Linked DNA regions of Hordeum vulgare: region 1 is linked to region 2. A link is a contact called in public Hi-C data. All regions are on one chromosome and are shown on one strand. Each heading gives the region's core, a stretch centred on a gene start, on an enhancer-like site or on the middle of the called end of the contact. The rest is flanking DNA. Distances are from core to core; before and after follow the strand shown. Region 1 holds the start of LOC123402916 (vesicle-associated protein 1-3-like). Region 2 holds the start of LOC123406099 (S-adenosylmethionine synthase 2).

The links. Hi-C and Micro-C count contacts between places; a contact is called where the count stands out from the background.
Region 1: a Hi-C map of seedling shows a contact between it and region 2, with 4 times the contacts expected there. The contact joins the promoter of LOC123402916 here to the promoter of LOC123406099 in region 2. A contact is called at or near these places in 4 of 6 Hi-C or Micro-C datasets (leaf and seedling).

The regions. Positions count from the first base shown.
Region 1 is chr6H:418,184,287-418,191,741 of MorexV3_pseudomolecules_assembly, forward strand. LOC123402916 (vesicle-associated protein 1-3-like) reads left to right here and starts at 3,647. Exons shown (of 8, transcript XM_045096883.1): 1 at 3,647-4,439; 2 at 4,552-4,622; 3 at 4,705-4,786; 4 at 4,879-4,994; 5 at 5,086-5,241; 6 at 5,336-5,383; 7 at 6,720-6,788; 8 at 7,251-7,455. The coding sequence starts at 4,391. The coding sequence ends at 7,364. It overlaps LOC123402917 (probable lipid phosphate phosphatase beta), which reads left to right and starts at 1,461. Exons shown (of 1, transcript XM_045096884.1): 1 at 1,461-2,338. The coding sequence starts at 1,559. The coding sequence ends at 2,176.
Region 2 is chr6H:418,000,339-418,006,924 of MorexV3_pseudomolecules_assembly, forward strand. It overlaps LOC123406099 (S-adenosylmethionine synthase 2), which reads left to right and starts at 2,876. Exons shown (of 2, transcript XM_045099588.1): 1 at 2,876-3,073; 2 at 3,894-5,514. The coding sequence starts at 3,915. The coding sequence ends at 5,099.

The sequences.
Region 1 (7,455 bases), core at 2,397-4,896, 180 kb after region 2:
TCTGAACATTGTTGGACAAGGATACATCATTGACTACTATACTGATTCTGAATACTGTATGGTTGTATTTTTACAGCAACCATACTGTTTTTTACCCGACAAAGACTACCATGCTCAACTCAAAAAATCATAGAATCACAAGCATTGCTTCATATTTTGATAGGACTTTTTTTTAGCATAGTGACATTGCAACGCAAGGTGTTTTTTACAGAGGAACTCACCACATCTGCTGTGGAACCGTACATCCGATTTTCTGGGAAGAACACGGCTGGATTTATGTAGCTGGATCCATCTGAGCTTCGAGCAAAAGTTGAAGCAGCCATGTCTGTGTAGATGTGCTGCACCATGATGGTCCAAACAGTGGATGGGGAGGGCGGAGTCGTTTGGTGGCTGTGGTACTGTGATTAGCTGCAGGCGAGCAAGATCTGCCGCAGGTGGTCGATCGGCGGTGCGGTGTGGGGGGTGGAACGGGGGCAGAGGGTAGCGGGCAGGAGGGGTGGGTGGGGAGGGCGGAGTCGTCGCAGGTCGCCGCCCGCGATCCGCGGGGATTCAGGTAGGGCGGTGTTGGGCTGGTACGTTTCAATGCAACAAGCAAAATGTTGCGAGGGGTGACGGCGCGTGGCTGCTCAGGTGGGACGGTGTCGGACTGAATCCGACGGTGGGGACTCGACGCATTGGACGACTATCGAGGAGGCTTACGACTGGTACAAATCAGGCGACAGATTTGTAGCAGCCGCCTAGTTTTTTTAGGGGTATCAATCTTGTACTCCCTCCATTCCCTTATACAAGGCCACAAACTCAAAACACAGGTATCAATACAGAATTTAATGATTGCATCATCAGCTACTTCCTCCGTCACGGTTTAGAAGGCACGCTTGAAAATCTCTGGGACCAAGGTAGTCATCGATTGGTTGTGAGATGTAGCAGGTGTAAATGCTAATACGCCTAATCAACTGAGAGAATACTAGTACTAATGCATGAGCAGCAAATTGGAAGGACGCATGCATGACTAGTACTAGTACTAATTAATAAGAATAATTGCTTTCGCGCCTTAAACCTTGTCTATTTTGAAAACGCACGCAAGTTTAACTGCGCCTTCTAAACCATGACGGAGGAAGTAGCTTTTCTTTTCTTTTACCGGAATCTTCTAAACCGTGACGGAGGAAGTAGCTTTTCTTTTCTTTTACCGGAATCATTAATGCCATCGCATGTAAAAAAAACTGATCGGCAGTACTAGTACTAATAGGAAGGAAGTACAGCTAGCTAGCGTAATTACCACCGCATGCATGCTTGCCTGTACGAGGAGTCCCTCATTAAATTTTGCCTCGTTTTCTGTTAGTGGCCTTGTATTGATGTAATTTGTATTTTTTATAATAGTGGCCTTGTATAAGGGAATGGAGGGAGTATTAGTTGACAGAGGCAAACTTTGCTTATTACGGAAAAATAGATCAACCCCGTTCCAACCCTTCGAATCTCGTAAGCCAGAGAGCAAAATCCGAAGCATAGGGACGAGGAGAAACTGAACACCTGGACCCACCCTTCCCCTCTGCCGGCGCGCATGGCTTCCGCATCCGCCTCGCCACCGGCGAACGCCCACGCGCCGCAGGCGCTCGCCAAGTCCACTCTCCTGGGCGGCGTCGGAGATCTGGACGCCGCCGTGTCCCTCCGCCTCCACGCCCTCTTCCTCCCGGTGCCCCGCCTCCTCCTCAAGGCCTTCGAGGTCGCCGGCGACGGGCGCATCTGGCTCCCCGTCCCCATATCCCTGCTGCTGATCTCCACCACCACCTCGTCCGTGGTCTCCCCTCTCCTCGTTGGCCTCATCTTGGGCCTGGTGCTCGACCTCGCCTTCGTCGGCCTCGCCAAGCTCATCGTCCGCCGCCCGCGCCCGGCATACAACGCCGCGGACATGTACGTCGCCGTCGCCGTCGACCACTGGTCCTTCCCCAGCGGCCACTCCTCGCGCGCCTTCCTCGTCGCCGCCTTCCTCGCGGACGGGGGTTTTCCCCGCGAGGCGCTGTTCCTCTGGGCGGCCGCGACTTCAGCGTCAAGGGTGCTTCTGGGCCGGCACTACATTCTCGATGTAGTCGCCGGGGCTTGGCTCGGCGTGGTAGAGGCCTGGCTCAGCAACTTGATCTTGAGGTTTTTGTGCGGCCGCAGCAGCTTTCTTGTATGCTAGTTCTTGCATGTTTTTGGTCAGTCGCATTACTGTCACACAAGTGCATTTTTTCTTGCAATCCATTCACCACGTTTGTGAGCACCAGTGTTTCTGCTTGAACTGATGCGCATGCCATGAAGGACATTGAAGCCAGTTGCTTTTCTATGAGTACAATTGTTGGTAGATGGTGGTTTCTTCACTTTTTAGTTATTGCAAATGGCAATTGACAACTAATAGTACTGATGTCCTAACATGATTACTCTTCCTTCATCATAGCAGGTGCTACTACCTAGATTTGCATTGCTTATGCTGAGTGCATTCGAAATATTGGTTCACAGCGTAGTTGCTTATGCTACAATAGTTCAATAGTTTTCGTAAAATGGATATGCTGCTAGCAGAATATGCTAGTAGATATTCCATGCCAATTTGATTTGTCAGGTTAGGTTCGAGAGGTTCAAGAAGTGCTATCACCTGCAGGAGATTCCTCTCATGAAGAGCACCTGTCATTCAGTTATACTACTCTGTCTTATAATGTAAGACATTTTTTGACACTATGGAGAGAGTATTATTCTGTTTCTCTCCATCAAGAAAGAGTCTTCTCAGAGCTACTAGGATATTGTTCAGTTTGCTTTTGGGAGGAAACACAGAGAAAGTAAGCGATGTCAGGTGGTGTATCCAAATGTTGAAAGCGAGCGGGAATTGGCCGGGGAGTAGGACGTTGCAACTGTCTGCATCGCTGGCCAGTGGCGACAACCCCGGATGAGAAAACAAGGAGCGATCGAGGCATTTTTGTACCGTTTTGCTGCAAAAGGCCTTTGATATTTCAGCAACGCTGATTTGGTATAAATTTTACTAAAGCAGCGAAACTAATATGGATCAGAAGGAGTATTACTGTTCTGGACTTATTTGACGGTGACACGTCCTCAAAGAAGGTGGACGACGGTAGCTGAAGAAGCTCGTTCCCGGCGTAGAAGCTTCAGATCTGATTGATGATAAGTTTTTTTTTTTTGACAGAAGATTGATGACCTTACGCCGCATCATTTCTACCCATTGTTGTGATGATGCTTGCCTGGCAGTTCATAAGTGGGTACCCTTTCGGTGCGGTAGCCAGCAACACTAGCATCAGGTCTTTGCACGTTGATGTTCTCTGATGATGCTGGGACGAGTGAAAAAAATGATTATGCTGCTATTTTCAGAAACTAATTAGCTGCCAGCGTAGATCCTTTTCAGGGTAGAATTCATCTGCTGATCAGATCATCAGTGGCTCCATGTTCCTTGTTGGCACGTTTTGGCAGGACATGTGTACTGTATAATTAATTGAGAGAAGCCGGACGGCGATCTGCTTTAAGGCCATGAAGAAAAAAAATCATACTACTCTCTCTATATACATTGGTTTGAGCAACAAATAATGTCGATAGAAGAGAGTGTACAGTATTATACTCCCTCTGTTTTAAAATAATTATCTTAACTTTATACTATACACAAAGTTGTACTAAGTTTAAGACACTTATTTTATTTTAGGATGTGAGTATTGGCAACAGAAGCTGTATATCTTATATCAGGAAAAGGTGGACACGGGCGTCGGTCGGAGTCGGGAGGACAAAGGAAAAGAAAAGGTAAGAGGGGAGTGGAGATAGGATCCTTTCTTTGCCGGGCGGCGACGTGGGCGCCGTATCCGGCCAATCCCAACTGGCAAACCCGGCTCCGCCGCCGCGGTTGCTCGAATCCAGCTACTTACATTATATACAACTCCTCAACCAACGCAACGCAACGCGCGCTACAGATAAAAGGGAGCCAAGAAAGAAGAAGCCCGGATCACCCACGACGCAACCGCTCCCAACAATCAATCAATCAACCCAATCACCAGTGTTTCCCAACCGAAACCGCCTAATCCATCCATCAATCCCTTGTCTACGCCCACCCGAATTCCTTTCTTGCGCCCTCCGGAGTCCTACCCCCCGTCCCCGTCTCCGTCTCCTCCGATTCGCCCTCTCCCCCCGTCGACAAATCCTCTGCCTTCCCCTGCTTCGCCCTTCGTAGCCAGCCAGATAGCCTCTGCCAGCCGCCTCTTGGTGCTCTGCTTCGAGGAGAAGGTAGGAAACGACGCACGGCACGGCACGGAGCTCGTTCTTGGATCGTGCTCGCGACTCTGCCGGTGGGAGAAAAGAAGGAGAATCATTGGTTTTTGGTTCCGACTCTCTCACTTTCTCCAGTCGTGCTTCGTTTGTCGGCGCCATGAGTAACACGCTGCTTCGAATCTACCCTTCAGAGCTCAAGATGCCATGTAAGTGCTCCTGGGACCTACCCTCAGCTAGTTTCTGCTGCTTCTTGATTCGTATTGGGCTATTGGCCTCTGGGGACTGATCAGATCGTTCATGTGTCGATGCTCTGAGCAGTTGAGCTCAAGAAGTCGAATTCAGGATGCATCGAGCTCGTCAACAAGACCGACGAGCGTGTGGCTTTCAAGGTGGGGATTGTTTTGAAACCTGCAGTATGATATTCTGGAGAAATCGGACTGACGGATGTCCTATGCGACGCTCCATGTGCAGGTGAAAACAACGAACCCAAAAAAGTACGCGGTGCGGCCTACCTCCGGCATCGTGCCGCCAGGGGGATCCTGCGGTATCACAAGTATGTCTACTTTGCTGCATTAGATGCTTTATTATTGTTATTAGTTGGCTTGCTGATGAGCCCATCTCATGTGGCATTGTTGCTTGCTCTAGTTACGATGCAGGCACCCAAGGAGATCCCGCAGGATTACCAGTGCAAGGACAAGTTCCTCATTCAGAGCGTCGTAGTGCAGGAAGGGGTAACGCATAAGGACATTGTCCCTGAGATGGTAAGTTCTTGCAGCACTCGGGGTCGACACCCTGGATGTTGATCGATTGTGTCATTTGTGTAATCTGTAATGTAAATGATATGGTTTGCAGTTCGGCAGAGCGCCTGGCAGGGTGGTGGAGGAGTTCAAGCTGCGGGTGGTCTACATCCCTGCAAATCCCCCCTCACCGGTGCCTGAGGGAGACGAGGAAGAGATTGCAGATATGGAGGTGGACCATGAAGTGTTTAGACAATCCATGATCGATGCTGTAAGTACTGCTATTGCTGGTTGATGCTGTAAGATATGATGCCATATTTGTTCATAAATCCTAATGGTGGTTGGTGTGCCATCTTCCTTTTCAGGCATCTAGGCAAGAATATGCATCTGGGCCACAAGCTTCACATGACGAGGTGAGTATTTGTTCCCCCAAAAAACAGCATTGCTATGTTCTTGTATCTGTCTTAATATTGTGTCCAAGTACCAGTTGTTGCACATAGCAACATCAAATGTGCAGCACATTACTCACTGATACACTGCATTCTTACTATTATTCTGCTTGGATGTTATCTTCATCAAATTATTACCCAAATTATAATGCCCACATGTGTGGCATTTCAACACTTGGTCCACACGTCTTAATCGTCGTTGATTCTGGATTGCACGAATGTTACAGGAATCTCTTGGAATTTTAGTGCCACGTAGGCATAGTGATTATGTGGGGGTTAGAGCGCTCGCCCACACGACCCGCAGCACGCAGTTGCCAGCTTCGCCGTGTGGGTGAACTAGTCCTCTTCCACACGGACACCATCCAGTCTATGCCGTGTGGGTGAACTGCTCTTCGCCCACACAACGCTCGTACGGTGATAGATGACAACTACATTTGTGCATATGTGGCTAATAGTTAATCACACATGGCAACTATGGTTGGTCCACACGTGGAAACTAGTTAATCACACACTTCAACTATGGTTAACCATACATGACAACTATGATTTGATCACACGTGGCAACTACCGTTAATTAGACATGGCAACTATAGTTAACCTAAATAGAGAAGTTGCCATGCTTTACAACTAAAGTTTGCCATCCTCGGGTAACTAATGTTGCCATCAAAAAATGTCAGGGCCAAATTGTTTTGTGCCAGACGTGCAGGGTGGGGATGAGTAGTTGTTGTTGGGCGTGTGGCATGAAGTAGCTGCGTCCGGACGTGTGGATAGTTCTAATGTTCGCCCACACAAGATCGTGTGGGCTGCCTCCTGGGTATGCCACACAGGATCGTGTGGGCTGCCTACTGGGTATGCCACATAGGATCGTGTGGGCTGCCTCCTAGATATGCCACATAGGGTCGTGTGGTCGGGTGTCCATTATGCCACACGTGTGATGAATATCGCGACCCAATTATTATGCTTTAGAAAAACATGTACTCAGAATGGTGATATTTAGCTCTAGTTTAGCACTATCATATGCTTGCAAGCTACAGACTCTTGCCATGTATATCCTACCAATTGACTTAGATTTTTATTGTTTGAAGAGCATTGTAATAGCTAATCTCAGTTTTCTTAAATGCCCCTCCGTGCCATTGTCCTCTCTGTGCCATTGCCGGGATGACAGTGATAACTAATGTTTATTAATCCTCGTGTACATTGATATAATTTTTGTTTCTATTAGTATTATGTTTATACCACCTTAAAAGTTCCCGAGAAAATTTATGTTTTCTGACATTATTTATCCGCTGTGATTCTTTAGGACGCCTCTACGGTGAAGTCAGAAGTTGTTAAATATGTGGCTGAAAACAAGAAGCTTCAACAAGAGCTGGTATGACTTCTCATCTAATGAGGATATATTGGCACTATTTCCATATAAGTACCATGTTGCTGTGATGCTTCTCCCCAAAATCTTTATCCTGAAAACATGCTTCCTTATTCTTTTAAGAAATGAATGAAGGAGGTCTATTTATCATCCAAGTTATGCAGAGAAACTGGGTAAATCTTTATGTGTATTGCTCGCACAATTATACTGCAGAGATAACTAATTACACAAGAAATTAACCAGAGCAGTCTGGTAAGTCCTGCCAAACCTGATATAATATCGCCGGACTATGGTAACACGACACGAAAAGATCAAAAGAAGTTGACGGGAGTTATGCCAACAGATAATAATATCTCCTACTATGAAAAGAAGTCAACTTGTTTGCTTTTCCAAACCAAACTCTGCTGCTAGCCATTATGCTTTTCTATTCTTGATATCTAATCCTAGTAAACGTTGCTTTACTTTCAGGAACGGCTTAGTGAGAGAAGGCAATCTCTCAGGGGTTTCTCACAAACGTTTGTGCTCTTTGTCTTCATGTTATCTGTCCTTGTTGGATACTGGATGACAGGTCGGAGGGTTTAGCCACAAATAGCGTCTATACATACATATGGTTTTGCGGCTTGGCGTGTATGCCTTGCTTGGTTACCCCTTGTTTTGGATGATTTTTCTCTTC
Region 2 (6,586 bases), core at 1,626-4,125:
CCCGTCTTCCATGCCAGGACTAAGCATATTGAGATAGATTTTCACTTTGTTAGAGAAAGAGTTGCTCATAAACAATTGGAAGTCAGATTTGTTCATTCGAAGGATCAGGTTACAAATGGCTTTACCAAAGCATTACCAACAAGAAGTTTTGATGCATTCAAACGTAATCTCAATATAGAATGTTGTGATCAAGGGAGGGTGTTAAAGGACATATTCACGAGGTCTATTGTGTCACGTTGGTAGGCTGATTGGGCATATCCTAGTCTATCTCATGTAACTCTTCCTTCTTGTATTATGTCTCTTTTTCCTTGCTTTACAAGCTGTGTATTAGAGGACTTTGTATACATCACGATGGCTTCTTGTATTAACATGGAACCGTCGGCTTGTTTTGGCAAGACGTTACAACAATCTTACACGACCTACACACAAAATTGAGCAAATAAGTTATTGAAATTCCATTGAATCAAAGAGCAAAAGGCCGCACGAAAAGCATACCCCATCGTTTTTGCACTTGACGAACACAACCGGGATTTTCTGACGTTCAAGAAACACACCACACGACATGCAGCAGGCAGTCGTCGCACTTTATGAACGACAACAATGAGCCGGCAAGCCTCTGGGCTAGCGCCGAGCCAGGGTGACGATTGACGGTGATTTTGTTGGCGGACCAACGACTGTACAAAATTCGAGCGGCTAGAGGCGGATTGGGCGCCTACATGCGGCACCGAGGCATTTCCCAGGTCGACTGGACCGGTACGTGGCTAATCCATGGCAAGCGCAATCCATTGCCGGTCGGATTGGCCAAATCCCGTCGCCAAGACGTGCCAAATCTCGTCGTCGCCACACCAGCCTTCCACGTCGACATGAAGGAGGCGCCCCGCCGGTGGATGTGCTGCTGGGTGGGGGAGGAAGGGGGATGGAGAGAAAGGTGGCCGGGAAGAATGGCGCCGGCCTAGGGTTTGTGCATTTGTTGGCGACGGGTGGGGGAAAGGGATAAAAAGGGCGAGACTGTGTCGTCGACGGGCAGGCCAGGGGAAGGAGCACGCGGGTGAGACGCGTGTCCATTTCGTGTCCGCACCGATCCAAATGCGGCCCAAATTTAGGCCTGGAATGGTTCACGGGCGGACGAAAAGCGGACATGTGTCTGTTTGAGGCGGTGCCTTGGGCCGTGTTTTCTGTGTGCGGAACTCAAACGGACACGCACGGACGAAATGAGTTTCCCCGTTAGAGTTGAGGTTTCATTAAAAACTACATATAAATATATGAAACAAAATAAATGAATATATACTCTAAAATATGTCTATATATATATGTATGTAGCGGGCTGGGCTGGGGGCCAGTTCTTTTCACCTCATAATTCTTCAGTATCATAATTCTGGGAAACTGCCCACATAATCGTTTGGCTATAGAATTGTCTGTCTACTTCTTTTTTATGATTCTAGTATGTAATTGTTGTATGAGTTGTGCGCTGAAATGTCTCAGACACCCTTAGATTGAAATGATTGATGAATTACAATCACTTGATTATTTCTAACAGTTTATGTCCAATATGAAAACCAAAACGAGCTACAAATCTAATAAAGTACATATATTAGAATACAAAAGCGAGTTCCAAATGCCTCGTGCTGCTGGGCGGACGAAGTGGAGGGGCGGACGGACGGAAGGAATGGACGGGCGGCTGGGCGCGTCCTGCTGAAGGGTCGGCTGGAGAGGCATTAAGAAGTGGCGGCCCGATGGGAAGGAGAGGAGGAGATGGGGCGGCCGGTCTGGGGCGGCGGTGCAGGAGCCTCCCACCGGCGGATCCGAGGAGGTCGAGGCCAAGGTCTGGGGCGGTGGAGTAGGGTGGCAGCCGCCAGCGGATCTGATGGTTGCAACCTTAGCATTGGGGTGGGGCGAGCACGAGTGTGGGCGGGAGGGGAGGGGGGCGGGGGGTGAACGGTAGTGTGGGAGGCTCTGTAGCAGTCTGACCCGATTGACAATTTGGACATAATTTGGTTGTCCAATAGGGATAGCAGTTGAAAACGAAAAGTTTTTTTAAGGGGCTAGTTAGAATTGTGAGAATTGCTAGGTACCTACAATTTTAAAATGCACTATTAATTGGGAAAAGGTAACCATCAGCCGGCGGATTATAATGGCCGAATCAGCCACCTCCCCCGTAAGACACGCATCCAAGCGACTATGCGGTTCTGCAACAAAGACTATATTTTTGAAACATATACGATGTTGCAGTGGTCTACTATAGATTTATGTTCTGACCATCCGGTCGCCGCCAGCCGCCCATGCCGCCCATGAACGTTGCAAATTTTTTTCGCAACTTGACCTTTGTTGTAAAAAAATCCTAAAACATGACCTTTGTTGCAAAAAATTCTTCCGCAAAAGTACCTATGTTGCAGAAAGACGAAGAAAAAAAATCCTGCAACAAGCAAATTATTTCTGAAACTCGACCGTTGTTTCAGAATTTAACGGGTATAAAGTTTATTTCTTGCAACAAAGCGAAAGTTTCTGCAACTCAGCCATCGTTTTAGGAATTATGGGGTGCCTGACCGGAGCAGATCCGACGGCTACGTGTAGATCGGACGGCCCTGCAAGTGGTGAATATTTAGTAAACATCCACCGGTGAATGCGTAGCACGTCCCTAATTGGCTATTAATTTTGGTAATTCTTACCTGATTCTTTTTTTACGATTATAATTTTCCGGAAGGTAATTTTTCAGAATCGAGTAGCCTACCAACCACGTTCAGCAGATCGCTTACGCAAGTGGAGAAGATCTTTCTAAGGAAAAGACAAGTGGGGAAGAAAATAAATTAGATGGTTGGTAGGTGATCTGACCCACCGCAAAAAGGAAAAAAAAAAAGAAATGGGTTTGGTGGGGAGGAGGGCTTCCGCAAGGGCTGCAGGCTGCAGCACAGGTTGTGCAGTCCCGCACTCTCACCAGCAACACTCATGCACGACCTGACGAGCCCCCCGCTCCTATAAATTGCGTGGCCGGGATCTGCGGACTACACCGCGCATACATTCGACCTCTTTCGGTTCGTCGGCCTCCTGAACAATAGCATCAGCACAACTGCACAAGGTTAGCACTCACCGCGTCCTGATCTCATGCTTCGATCATCTATGTCTAATTTATCTTCTTTTTCATCATACGTGGGTCGCTTAGTTACTACTCCCTCTGTAAAGAACGGAGGCTAGCTGTGGGGGGTTGGTGGGGGTTGGTGGTAGTAGGAGCAGGTGGGTGGATCGCGGTGTCCGGCCGGCGGCGCTACGTCCAATAAGTGTGCTGCCGTTCCTCGTCGGAGCGGCGGGCTCGGTGTATACGGGTGTGGTCGGCGTGGCGGCGGCATCGACTTTGCTATGGATCTTCTGTTCCTCCAGCTGCGTCGTCCACACGGCGGTTCTTGCTCCTGCGCTGCTGTATGGCCGGGTAGATGTGTACACGGGGTCGCCGGCTTCTATTCTGGCGTCGGCTTGTGTGCGGATCTAAGGCGTCGGGTGGTCCTCGGCCGATGTGCCTTTTCTTCGGCTCTTTGAAGCTTCGATGCGATGGTGTCCGGCGGGTCTTTGGCTCGAGGTCGTCGCTCCTTCCTCCGCTAGGCGCTAGCAGATTCGACGGCGTGCGGAGGATGGTGGCAGATCCAGGATTGTTCAGCAATCACCCCCCTTAGGGACCTGTTTGTTATTTCTTCTTTTAAGGGTGTTTTTTCCTGTTGTGTTTAGACGGGTTGCCCCTCTGGCTTATCATTCCAGTTTTTTTTTTTTTTTTTTTTTTGAGAATGGCTTATCATTCCAGGCTGTGCGGTAGTATATTGCTCTGTAGCTGGGACAGTACCGTGATTTTGTGGCACGACTGATATTTGTTTGATTCTAACATAGTCGAGTTATTTTTTTATTTGCAGAGCATCACTACCACGAAAGAAATGGCGGCCGAGACGTTCCTCTTCACTTCCGAGTCCGTGAACGAGGGCCATCCCGACAAGTTGTGTGACCAGGTCTCCGACGCCGTCCTGGACGCCTGCTTGGCCCAGGATCCTGACAGCAAGGTTGCCTGCGAGACCTGCACCAAGACCAACATGGTCATGGTCTTCGGTGAGATCACCACCAAGGCCACCGTGGACTATGAGAAGATCGTGCGTGACACCTGCCGCGACATTGGCTTCATCTCTGACGACGTCGGTCTCGACGCCGACCATTGCAAGGTGCTCGTCAACATCGAGCAACAATCCCCTGACATTGCCCAGGGTGTTCATGGACACTTCACCAAGCGTCCAGAAGAGGTCGGCGCCGGTGACCAGGGCATCATGTTTGGCTATGCCACGGATGAGACCCCTGAGCTGATGCCCCTCACCCACATGCTTGCCACCAAGCTCGGAGCTCGCCTCACCGAGGTCCGCAAGAATGGCACCTGTGCCTGGCTGAGGCCTGATGGAAAGACCCAGGTCACCATTGAGTACCTAAATGAGGGTGGTGCCATGGTGCCTGTTCGTGTGCACACCGTCCTCATCTCCACCCAGCATGACGAGACCGTCACCAACGATGAGATCGCCGCGGACCTCAAGGAGCACGTCATCAAGCCGGTGATTCCCGGGAAGTACCTCGATGAAAACACCATCTTCCACCTGAACCCGTCTGGTCGCTTCGTCATCGGCGGCCCTCATGGCGATGCCGGTCTCACCGGCCGCAAGATCATCATCGACACCTACGGTGGCTGGGGAGCCCATGGCGGCGGCGCTTTCTCTGGCAAGGACCCGACCAAGGTCGACCGCAGTGGCGCCTACATTGCCAGGCAGGCCGCCAAGAGCATCATCGCCAGCGGTCTCGCACGCCGCTGCATTGTGCAGATCTCATACGCAATCGGTGTACCTGAGCCTTTGTCTGTGTTCGTCGACTCCTACGGCACCGGCAAGATCCCCGACAGGGAGATCCTCAAGCTCGTGAAGGAGAACTTTGACTTCAGGCCCGGGATGATCAGCATTAACCTGGACTTGAAGAAAGGTGGAAAGAGGTTCATCAAGACAGCTGCTTATGGTCACTTTGGCCGCGACGATGCCGACTTCACCTGGGAGGTGGTGAAGCCCCTCAAGTTCGACAAGGCATCTGCCTAAGAAGAAGACATCACAGTGGGGTTATTCTTGGTCTGCTGCCACTCTAGTTCAACAATCCTTTGGCTCCTGGGAAGTAAGAAGAAGCATTCGACATCACCGCGTCTGGCTGCACTGGTCTTGCCGTCTAGTGATCAGTGCTAAGTTTTCGTACTGGTGTATCATTTCATATATTTTTCATTTTCTTTTTGAGTGTGCTGAAACTGCTGAGTGATGTGCAGTTTGCTCTGTCACTCGCTCCGTCACTTTCACTTTTCATATTCTGTTTTGTGTAGTTTCCCCTCATAAAGCTCTTTCTTCCAGAGTCTAAAGAGCCTTGTGTAATTCTGTTGCCCTGTCCTTCCCAAATTGTGATTCTTCTAAGCAGCACTTTGTATACTGTTCAAGGTTTTTAATCATGGTTTGTGCAATTGGTAAATGTAAGCCTAACTCAAGCAAAAGTGATTTGATAGGATCTGGATTTATACTGCCCAAATCATTTTGATTCACCGGACTCTGTTCTTGACCCACACTATATAGCTCTCGAATCATCATGAGCATTGATCGGGTTTGGTGTAAAATAGTGCGTGTTGCCGTGCCGCTTTTCGTTCCCACTCTTTTTCTCCTGACTTTGGTTGGAATTGCTTGATGATCATTGTGTGACGGGCTGGTTGTCCATATGGCCTGTACTTTTATTGGACATGCTGCTGTTTCTCAGCCTAACGTCACTCTCCCTTTTTTCCTGTTAGATCGAGCCGTGCCAGTAGGAGCGGTTGGTGGCCAACACTCACATGTCATCATATATGAAGCAAAACCAGTGCTCCTGGTACACATGTATAAGGTACTGACTGAGAAAACTCTGAGAGCATGATATATTCCTTTGTTTAATTAGATCGTTTTCAAAAAAGGTTCAAATAAAATATCAAATTGAGTTCTGTTTATTGAATGTTGTATTGTAGTTCTCTTGGCAGAAAGATTTTCTCAATTCAGTAGACCAAGAAAGACATTTTACATCTGATCCAAGTCGGTTGACATTGTGAGTGTCTGAGCTTATCACCCTGGGGGGGTTTGTTATAGAAAAATCTGAGACTTGGAAGGTTTCTCCCTTACCTGATCATCACCAATGTGGCAATGTCCAATAACAAATTAAATCATAGTTTGGCAACAAAGTTCTATAAAAACTGTAGTAATTCAATATCTCAATTTTCAATGCGTGGACAATGAATACATTGGTTTCCAAATATCATACTTTTCCTCTGTTTTGGCAAAACAGCATGTACGTTTGACAAATACTGTTTTACCGTATAGTTTGACTCGTTGCACCAACCACACCTATACTCAGGGTGCCCAATGAGCAGCCATGCCATGCATGTCAAATCCTCTCTTAGCTGCGCAAAATCGTTTATGGGTGTACGTGTGCCTTTGGCCGCATAGGATCGACTAGCTAACTATTAACGATTGCGTACTGAGTGTGCTGTAACGACAAATTGATCTACTCCACGAAGGGAGCT